Linked DNA regions of Mus musculus: all the other regions are linked to region 3. Evidence: chromatin contacts called from public Hi-C data. All regions are on one chromosome and are shown on one strand. The core of a region is the stretch at or near the end of the contact, and the rest is flanking DNA. Distances in the headings are between cores, read along the strand shown. Region 1 overlaps Atg10 (autophagy related 10). Region 2 overlaps Ssbp2 (single-stranded DNA binding protein 2). Region 3 has its middle 35 kb from the start of Gm41014.

Region 1 (3,183 bases), core at 439-2,938, 350 kb before region 3:
TTTCTATGTAGCACAGTTTTTCATGTGTGTATAAATCACTAGACTCATTTCACTATCCTACTATTATTATCCCCATCTTATAGATGTAGAGTAAGGAGAAGAAAGTTGAGATGACTCCTCGGAGACTCTCTGTCTCCATATCGGAGGCACATACCTATCTCCTCTGCTCTCTAATACTTAGATCTGGGACATGGGTGCCATAAATGAAGCTGCCACGTTACTCTGTTCAGTGCCCTGGTATGAGCAAAGGCTAAAGGGCAGGGGGCGGGGATTGGAAGGGAAAATCTCTACTTCAAGTGTCTCCACAGTCAGTCAGATTGTTTGAGCGGGTATCTACGAAAGTAGGAGATACAGAAATTCTTTCCCTTAAAGCATTATTCTCATACATCTATTGAGAAGACGGTGAGAACATCAAGGGAACACCCCATTTTAAGGGCCGATGTCTCCTCTATCTATGATACAATAAAAATCAGAGAAAGTTTTGTAAGTCATTTTTAATGCTTTTGATTCTAATTTTAATTAAAATTTAAATAATTTTAACTCCCAAATTTCATCTTAAAATGGCAGTCAGTGTTTCCCTGGAATGACACGAATGCTAAACTGTAACAGCATGGCCGTAATCGTAACTATAATCTACATGGTTGGCTTATAATGATGATATGCAATGCATGAGAAGACAGCAGGTCAATAATGGAGCCGTGCACACAACGCTCCTTTCAAAATCTGTATTTGCATTTCTATTACTGAGATCATTTCCTAATAATGAAGTTGCCATGAGAGAAGTCCCCATTACGAAGGAAGCAGTGTTACAGAAACAGCATTATTAAAGCATCGCTGTGTACAGGAACTTTTATTAGGGTGATACAAGTTATATATCATTGTAATAAAGTTCCTATTATAACTTTAATTGCATAAAGCTGTGTTTGAGTATAGCAATGTGAGAGCTGCAGGACTTTTAATAAACTATCAAAATAATGCTTTGGTAATAGGATTGTTTAGCATAGTAATACTTCAGGGAAGACCAAGCTCACTAATGGATGATGCTTATTTCACTGATTATACATGCTCTATCAAGAATTAAAATGAAAAAAAAATGGGAAAGAGATGAGACATGATCTCTGATGCAATATGCTAATATATGCATGGAAACACACACATTAGTTCTCTTTAATATAACAAATCAATATCTCCAATTCATCTGTTCATGGAAGATTGTAATCTGGAAATATGGCCATCAATGACTATAATAATTAAAAGATTTAATGCTCAGGTTGAAGGCTTGCTGGCAATCTAAATGCTAACAAAAACAATGAGAAAACCTACAAACATGCTGACATATGCTGAAAAGTGCCTGCTAGAAAAATTAGAGACATATGAGCTTTAAGAACTTAAACACACACATGCACACATACCATGAATTGACTTTAAATGATTAATTTCTTCCCTTCAACCAAGAAACAGGGCTATACATTCATTATGTGCACACTCAAAGATGCTTGTACACATTGTCTGCTTCAGAGTTATAGCTACAAGTTAAAACTTCACTTAGGTTCACAACAGGGAACTTTAGTATATTTGTTATTTATGTATTTACACTTTTTTTTTTTTCAAAATTCTCTAATAGAGTCAGTCTTGGGCTGTTCCTCCTGGAAACATGTAGAACATCCGCCAGCAGAGACCGCCAGAGAGCCATCCACCACACTGTAGGCATGGATGCTAGGCTTGCTGCTGAGGAGAAACAGGCAGAGAAGGAGCCCGGCTGTGACAGGCTGACATAAGCTAAGGAGATGGAGACCACAGCCAGTGCTACAACCACCACATCTTCCCCCTCAATAGAGAAGCCAACGTCATTGGTTCTAGACTCCTGTGGCCTGTCTAGGAAGCAACAGCTGGCTAATCTGGAATCTGCTTGAAAAGCTAAGTGCTTTTCTTTATAAGAAAGCATCTCCTTGCCACAATGCCGTCTTCATACTGCCTTCCAGCTGTGAAGGTTCACAAACATGTGGGTACGGTCAACTTAAAACCCAGGATGTTCGTCTTCCCTAGTGACTCACGTGATTCAAAGGCAAACATGAGCAAAAAGCTCCTCTAATGCTATAGCTCTCATGTCTTTGCATTAACTGAGGGGCACTGTAATAGTTAGCTGGTATGGTAGTTTTTAAGATTACAACATTCTCCTTCAAATATGATCTAGCCAAACTACTTTGCACTGGCAATGAGGAAATCTATTTCTTAAATTCACAAATCTTGGAGTCTTTTACTTGGTACATTTTCATACTGAACAAGTACAGGGCTCAATTATTGTGTCAGTTGACTAAACATCTGCATATCTGCTATGTGGTGACACCCACATATTTGTAGAAATATCAGTTTTCATGCATAAAACAAAAAGTTTAAACCATGTAATTTTGAAAAATCTAACTTTCGCATTCCTTTAGTTTTACAGCTGACAACAGACACAGACCTTTTTCTTTAACTCAAGTGAACAACCCATTCTGTCTACTCAAGACCTCCAGAGACACCAACTCCCCATAGTGACAGGAAGAGCCTTTCAGATGAACACCTCCAGAGGCTCAGAAGTTCACTTTCACTGAAGGACTGTTTTGAAATCTCCTTTCACTTCATTGCTCTGACCCCTTAATTCTCCAAAGCATCTTTCAGCACCCCCACCCCCACCCCCACCCAAAGCACAGCTTCCACCAAACACTCCCATTTCTTTTCACCTATTGGAAGTTAGTCCCAAAATGAACTCTGGCGAGCATCTCTCCTCCAGCCGGCTCTAGTTCAGGCTTTTCATTCTTTCTCCGTTTTCATTCACTACAGAAACTCAAATGCTAACCTGATATCATCCCTTGCTCAATCATTTTGGGAACATAAATCTCTGTCAACAACCAATCAGAGCTCTGCGTCACAGGATAATGCCTGATTAATAGATTTGGGGTTTGCCTGGCTAAAAATCTATACCTACATGATAAAGTCTCAACTGCAAAGGTCTCTGTTTTTCTTGTAACTTGGTCCAGACAACTTTTCCAGACCGTCTTTTAGAGTATGCCTAATCACAGAACAGAGAGAAGGCTTCGGTGTGTACCTACCACATACCAAAGCATAATCTAAGCCCTAAACATCCTGCTGGCAAACACAACCACAAAGGTTCTGTGTTGCTCATACTCTCCCAACCCGAGC
Region 2 (3,303 bases), core at 453-2,952, 320 kb after region 3:
TAACTATTGGTATCCAGGGACGAGCTGCCGCTTGTATGGGCTCCAGTAGAATCTAGCTTTCTACTGTTTCTCTCTGAACTAATGTGAAGAAAGAACTGTAGGATACTAGTTTGGGCCTCTGGAACACTCAACATTAGTCAGGTAAGAAAGGAGCCAACCTAGAGAAGTAGACACTCTTCCAGTGATGTAAATAAAGGAAGCACTGTTTCAGCTCAGGGCCTGTTCACTCTGCAACAGGACATATGGCCAAATAGGCACCGTCAGCACGCTGACAGGATGTGAATTCCAAACGTGTGTGTGTTTGTGCTTCCTGCCGTAGGACTGTGGAGTCTAGACAGGATTGGTGGATCGTTCATTACCAGTCAGAGTTTTTACTTTGTAGAGGAGCAGAAAGGAGGTTAGAGACCCAGGGGACAGCTCGGAAGGAGATGTGTTTTGTGGCATCTTCTTCCCTCTTCCCTCTGCCGCTGTCCCTGCAGAATGAAGAGAACCTGAGCAAGATGCAAAGCCAGTTATAGAACGATGACAGCAGAGAGCAGCCAAAGCATGCAGTTTATATGGAATTTATTTTTCTTTACTTATTCTTAAGCAGGAGATTGATTTTAATGAAAATTATATAATTAGGGAATAGATAGTCGAAACCAGGTTAACTACATTGAATTCCAAAGATCTTTAGAGTTACCTTCTAAATGTCCTTTGAACAATATTTTTCAGAAGTAGTCATTTTGAGATGTAGATGTGTTAGTTTTCATTTCCTCCCAGAGTTCCTTTCAGATTTGAAAACCAGTCTACCTCCATCCACAACAGGCATTTCCAACAGACCCAGAAGCTTAAGACCCTCCCAGGCTGTTCACTTGCAGTTGGTACAGCAGAAGTGTAGGTTTTCTACACTTGGGTCTGTGCCCCATTTCACAGAGGTGACATTCCTGTGTGAGTCTTCTGGGCAAGAGCTGACAGAGGCAGAAGGAGAAATGGACGAGCAATAGTTGATATATGAAGGAACGAATAAGAACTGGAAATTAGAGAATGTTCAAAGACAAAGTCAGCAAAGAAAAGAGAATGTTGATGTTTTATTAGTGGAAAATCCTAAGCACATACTATTTAACATCCTCCTGGGTGCTGGAGGTGTATAACATGGCATACCTTGGCTATAGTCGGGAAACTGAAATTTAGAAACTAAAACATCCAACCATGTGTGAATTAAATTAAAAGTGTCTTTGCTGACATCTACAAGGCTAGATATTATTCTCATTTTATTTCCTAATTCATCTAGTCAGTATAATTTTGGTTTCTAGTTATTTCCATTAATCAGCAAAATAAAATTGTATTTTGACGATTCAAAAAAGGTACTGAATACCAATATTAGACCTTGCAGATACCAACAAAGGTAAAGTCAACGTAAACGTATTGCTTTGTATTCTTCATTATTAGAAAACAGAATAGAGTTCGATTAGTTATATGAGATGTTTGAAAATGGATGATAAAGTTTAACACGTAGAAGAAAAATATTGTTTTAAAATAAACAGTAAAATAGAAAAAAAGGCAAACTAGTAATCAATTTGTGGAAAGATAATGAAGAGAAGGATAATGTACTTCAGGATTAAAAAACCAAAACTGTTGAGCCAGTCCCCCAGTGGTGGGCAACGTTTGTGAGGTGGTGGAGAGACTGCTGCTGGGCGCCCTGTGGAGGTGCAGTTTATGATTTATCTGTACACTGGGAACTATTTATCTACATTATTTGGCATCAGACTTCTAACAGCAAGGCCTAGGAAGGGACCAGGCCTCTTCCCTCACTCTCCATCGAGAGAACTCTGCTTTGTAAAACCTGGAAGATTGATTGAAGAGAGCATGTTACTGGAAGGCTGTTCCTCAGGTGGAACTCTCTCCTCAGGAGGGAAAGACAGACTTCAGTCTCCCTGCAGTTTGCTCAACTCTAAAGGGAGGGCCTTGTAAAGGATGTGAAAGTGAAGTGAACATGGAGAAAGTTAGGTGTGCCAGTGAAGTGAAAGGTCTGGAAAATCTTCAATGAGCAAATTCACACCTAAGTCGGGGATATAAAAGGAACAATGACTGTAGTTCTTTCAGAAACACTCTTATATCCAAGGAAGCTGTTTTGCTTTGTTTTGCTGGTTTTGGTTTTGGTTTGGTTTTGCTGGTTTCGGTTTTGGTTTGGTTTTGCTGTTCCTTTTTTTGTTTTGTTTTGGTTTGGTTTGTTTTTTAGACAGGGCCTCACTATGTAACCCTGGCTGGCCTAGAACTTGGTATGTAGACCAGGGTGGCCCTGATCTCACAAAGATCTGCCTGTCTCTATCTTCTAGATGCTGGCAATAAAGGCATGTGTCACCACACCTGCATATTCAAGAAATTTTATTGCTGTATATTTTTAAACTACATTCTTTACATTAAATTGAAGTATATAAAACCATTTGATATGAATTTGTTCTGAAAGGGCAAGTGTGATGCTCACATTGAAAAATACAAAATAGCAAAAAACATGTCAGGAGAATGTAGTCGTCAAAGTCTCAAATATCTACCAGCAAGTAAGAGTTCCTCTGATGACCAAACAGGGCTAACCTTAGAACACAGTGATGACTTAAGTCAGTTACCAGTGCTCATGTTATGTTTCTCAGAGGAAAACCAAATATCTATCAAATGGAAACGAAAGTTTCTTTTCTTATTCCTGAATTTTTGAAAGTTGTTTTTTTGTTTGTTTGTTTTGTTTTACAGGACTAGATTTCTTAATATAGTAAAGCTATCTTCAACCAGCAATCAGACTATTTAAGTGTTTCGAATTATAATTGATATTGCCAGATAGCTACTACCATCATTTTAAGATTTACTTGAAAATGCCTGTATGTGGGTAGTGTGTGTTGTGCTGTCATAACAGTATATCTAAGAACAGAAATTTAGATAAAACCAAGTCTATGTCATAGCCAGGAGACTGGGAAGTCTGAGGCTGAGCACTGCCACCTAGTGGTAGGACGTTCCTGCTGTGTCTTATTTGAGAAAGGCAGAAGAGCACATAGAACAAACTGCCTCACCCGTTCTTTTAAGACCTGTTAGAAAGGGAGAACTCTTATATCCCCATCACCTCTTAAACGTGCTACCTCTTACTTCATTCGCATTGGTAACACATGAATTTGGGAAAAGACATAATTGAAATCATAGAGGCTTAAAATAGTATAGATAACAACATAATAAAACCAGCAATCCTGTTTATTTTTAATCTCCTTTCAGTTTGTAAGTCATATCACCACTTTATTTTTGCAGTTATTACTTTAAAGTTTTATATATTCTTAATAT
Region 3 (3,402 bases), core at 460-2,959:
TGCCTTCCTTTCCTTTTCAAATCATCCTGCCAATCAGATGCCTGAGGTTTGGAGAGGTAGACATGGTAGATACACAATTTATTAACGGTTTAATGTGATAAGAGAAATGAGAACCCAAAACCATGTTGGGCTGGAAAAATCTCAAGGATCATCAGTATTAACAATGGGATATAAATAGAATACATGTGTAACAGAAAAGAACTTTAAAAATACGTAGAAGTTGCTAAACACATGAAACTCAAGGAGAATGAAGACTGAAGTGTGGACACTATGCCCCTCCTTAGATTTGGGAACAAAACACCCATGGAAGGAGTTACAGAGACGGAGTTTGGAGCTGAGATGAAAGGATGGACCATGTAGAGACTGCCATAGCCAGGGATCCACCCCATAATCAGCATCCAAACGCTGACACCATTGCATACACTAGCAAGATTTTATTGAAAGGACGCAGATGTAGCTGTCTCTTGTGAGACTATGCCGGGGCCCAGCAAACACAGAAGTGGATGCTCACAGTCAGCTAATGGATGGATCATAGGGCTCCCAATGGAGGAGCTAGAGAAAGTAGCCAAGGAGCTAAAGGGATCTGCAACCCTATAGGTGGAACAACATTATGAGCTAACCAGTACCCCGGAGCTCTTGACTCTAGCTGCATATATATCAAAAGATGGCCTAGTCGGCCATCACTGGAAAGAGAGGCCCATTGGACTTGCAAACTTTATATGCCCTAGTACAGGGGAATACCAGGGCCAAAAAGGGGGAGTGGGTGGGCAGGGGAGTGGGGGTGGGTGGATATGGGGGACTTTTGGTATAGCATTGGAAATGTAAATGAGTTAAATACCTAATAAAAAATGGAAAAAAAATACGTAGAAGTTACATAATTCAAAATTTCCGAGGAGAAATAGCAGGCTTTGAGAAAATAGTGACTGGGAAAATCAATGTATGTGAATAACTTGACAAGCCAGGGTCTGTTGGGCTGGTGTTACCCAGTGGCTGCTGATCTCTGAAGATCCTCCACTATACCGACAGGAAGAGATGCACTTCCACAGACTGGTTATTTCAGAGCTTCTGGTCCACTCTTGATCTTTTCCCTTTGCCATTTTTATCAATTCTTTTAAAATGAAAATATGATTTCTATGTTGTTCCCAAGAGGCATAACTCTTAAGATTGTACACACACACATACACAATACACACACACACCTGTTGTGTTTCCAGTGTTATCAGAAAATGCATCTCATGAAAGCTTAAATATCTTCCCTTCTTCATTTATTTCTCTATATCTGCTTCCTTCCCGGAGTCTTTCTATGTACCTAACTTGTTCTCAAACTCAAAATTCTCCTGTCTCCCCAGTTTTGAGATTACAAGTGTGTGCCCCCATGTCCATGCTCTTGCATCATTTTGATAGTAAGGAACTACAAACTCCCTAGCCCCACTGCTCTAGGCAGGAAGCCAGTCGTCACTGTCACCCCTGACTGGGTTCTTTCCAAGCTTGTTTCCTCACAGAATACTTCTCTGCTAGCATAGTACCAGGTCCCTTGGACCTCATTTGCTGTCATTCAGTGACAGTCATAAAACCTACAACACCCCACCCAGGTCTTTGACCCGTGGGACTGAAAACAATATTCAGGCTCTATCTAGGTCTCTACTCAGGTTCTTCGGCTTACGTTTCCATTAACTGCTACACTCAGCTGGCAGATGTCCCTCAGTACACATAGCAGATACAGCAGTGATGTGTGACTCAGCCCCATTCTTGGCCATGAATCTTGTCTCCTGCATCCTTCTAGATATGTGTGCTTTTGGTGGAAGAAATGGCTTAATCATAATACCAGTACCTTGCTGACTATAACTGGGTACCACCTTGCTGACCATATTGGGGTACCACCTGAGACCTTCCTCCTACTCTGAGTCTGTGCCTGGCCTTGGGCCATCTCCAGCTCTGTCTGCTTCTCAGGCAGTGATGCCTTCTCCTCCTTAAAAGCAATTCCTGGGCATTCTTTCCACCCTGGTTTCTCATCCATCTTCCCAACTTTGTCTATATCTACAATGAAATTTCTTCCTAGCAGGAATGAAAACGGGAAACTGTCCCTTCCTCAGTTTCTCATTTCTGTGGTTTGCCCTGGTTAACCCTGGCACTCTTCTTAAAAGAGGTATCAAATTATTCTATAATATGTTAACTAGCAAGTATAAAGTTATACATGTTCTATGCTTTTCTTTTTAAAAGTTACATTTCTGTGAAATGGCACTGTTTAAGAACACAGACCTCCAGTTAGGATGACCGACTTCAGAAAGCCAGCCTACTTATGACAGAGAGTGACTTTCTCAAGAGCAACATCAAGAAGGTCTGAATCCTGACAGTCTTTAAGACAATCCCACAGTCTTATTTATTAATTAGCAGGCTTCTCCTCCTGTTAGGTCCTAATGCTTCTGTCACTGAGCTTCTGAGTTTTGGTAGCTGCATGTCTCTACCTACAGAGACTTACTTTCATTTCAACCCTGTTCCCAGATTACTGTACATTCTCTGACAAGACATCTGCAGTATAAACAGCCCTTCCCTCACAACAGCAGCACAGTTCTCTCGGGGAGTCATTCTCAGCACCCTGGAATCTACGAATGGCCTTTAGTTTCTAATAATTAGCTTTCCTCTGTTCCACCATCCTCCAAGTTGCCTTGGAGGCTCGCCACAGCCTCTTTCCGGGGTGGTCTGGTACAGTTCTGAAGTCTGTCCCAATCACCATGCTAAGTTCTGTAATTATATCAGATTCAATTTGGAATTTTAGACCATTACACTTCCTCTTAGGGAATCTATAATGTGATTATTCTTAAACTTTGGGCTTCATGAGTCTCTCCTGGAGGATCTATTTCAAAGGCAGTCTTTTTCCCATGATTCTGACTCAGTGGATCAGGACTGGGGTCCAGGGATCTGCCTCTCCGCCGGTAAGCCCAGGTGGTTCTAACCCACAACAGGAGGATTCTATCCTGTCCCAAAGTGGGTCACGCATACAGTGGTGACCCAGGAGATTTTAACAGTTAAATGTGTTTGCTTCAATTTATACTTCAAAGAGCCTATAGAGCAGCAAAAGAACCACTTCATAAATACCACTTAGAAAATTAAGTAAAAATAGTTAATTAATTTTCAATTAATGATTAGCATTGGTGGAATTTACATGGGCCAAAACTGTGAAGATGGACACTCGTGGTTTGACAAACACACGGACAAGGATGACTGCAGCAAAGATTTAACAAGCTTAGTTTTTAAGCTTCCAGAATATTTACTTTATAGCAACACAAGTCTTTTTAATAGAACTGCTGCATGCCGGGGATTGACCCCAGAGCATTACGCATATCAGGATTGTCCACTTAGGTATTACTATTTATTATTATTATTATTATTATTATTTAATAA

What was found. A called contact is a pair of places that touch in the nucleus more often than the background predicts.
Region 1: a contact with region 3 is called in a Hi-C map of the N1E-115 cell line, with 6 times the contacts expected there. The contact joins two enhancer-like sites. A contact is called at or near these places in 4 of 484 Hi-C or Micro-C datasets (the N1E-115 cell line, Th1 cells, adipose-derived mesenchymal stem cells and 1 more).
Region 2: a Hi-C map of the N1E-115 cell line shows a contact between it and region 3, with 3 times the contacts expected there. The contact joins two enhancer-like sites. A contact is called at or near these places in 2 of 484 Hi-C or Micro-C datasets (the N1E-115 cell line and Th1 cells).

Annotation. Positions count from the first base shown.
Region 1 is chr13:90,965,948-90,969,130 of GRCm38.p6, forward strand. The region is part of intron 5 of Atg10 (autophagy related 10); the gene reads right to left. Among named protein-coding and RNA genes, the nearest start is that of Gm46434, 36 kb to the left of the region's middle. Within about 2 kb of position 1,689, at least 26 of the 459 cell types and tissues checked have an H3K27ac peak or open chromatin away from gene starts, as enhancers often do. A contact at or near this core is called in the N1E-115 cell line, where this site is marked.
Region 2 is chr13:91,634,054-91,637,356 of GRCm38.p6, forward strand. The region is part of intron 4 of Ssbp2 (single-stranded DNA binding protein 2); the gene reads left to right. Among named protein-coding and RNA genes, the nearest start is that of Gm22778, 88 kb to the right of the region's middle. Within about 2 kb of position 1,703, at least 65 of the 459 cell types and tissues checked have an H3K27ac peak or open chromatin away from gene starts, as enhancers often do. A contact at or near this core is called in the N1E-115 cell line, where this site is marked.
Region 3 is chr13:91,311,657-91,315,058 of GRCm38.p6, forward strand. No RefSeq gene overlaps it. Among named protein-coding and RNA genes, the nearest start is that of Gm41014, 35 kb to the left of the region's middle. Within about 2 kb of position 1,710, at least 13 of the 459 cell types and tissues checked have an H3K27ac peak or open chromatin away from gene starts, as enhancers often do. A contact at or near this core is called in the N1E-115 cell line, where this site is marked.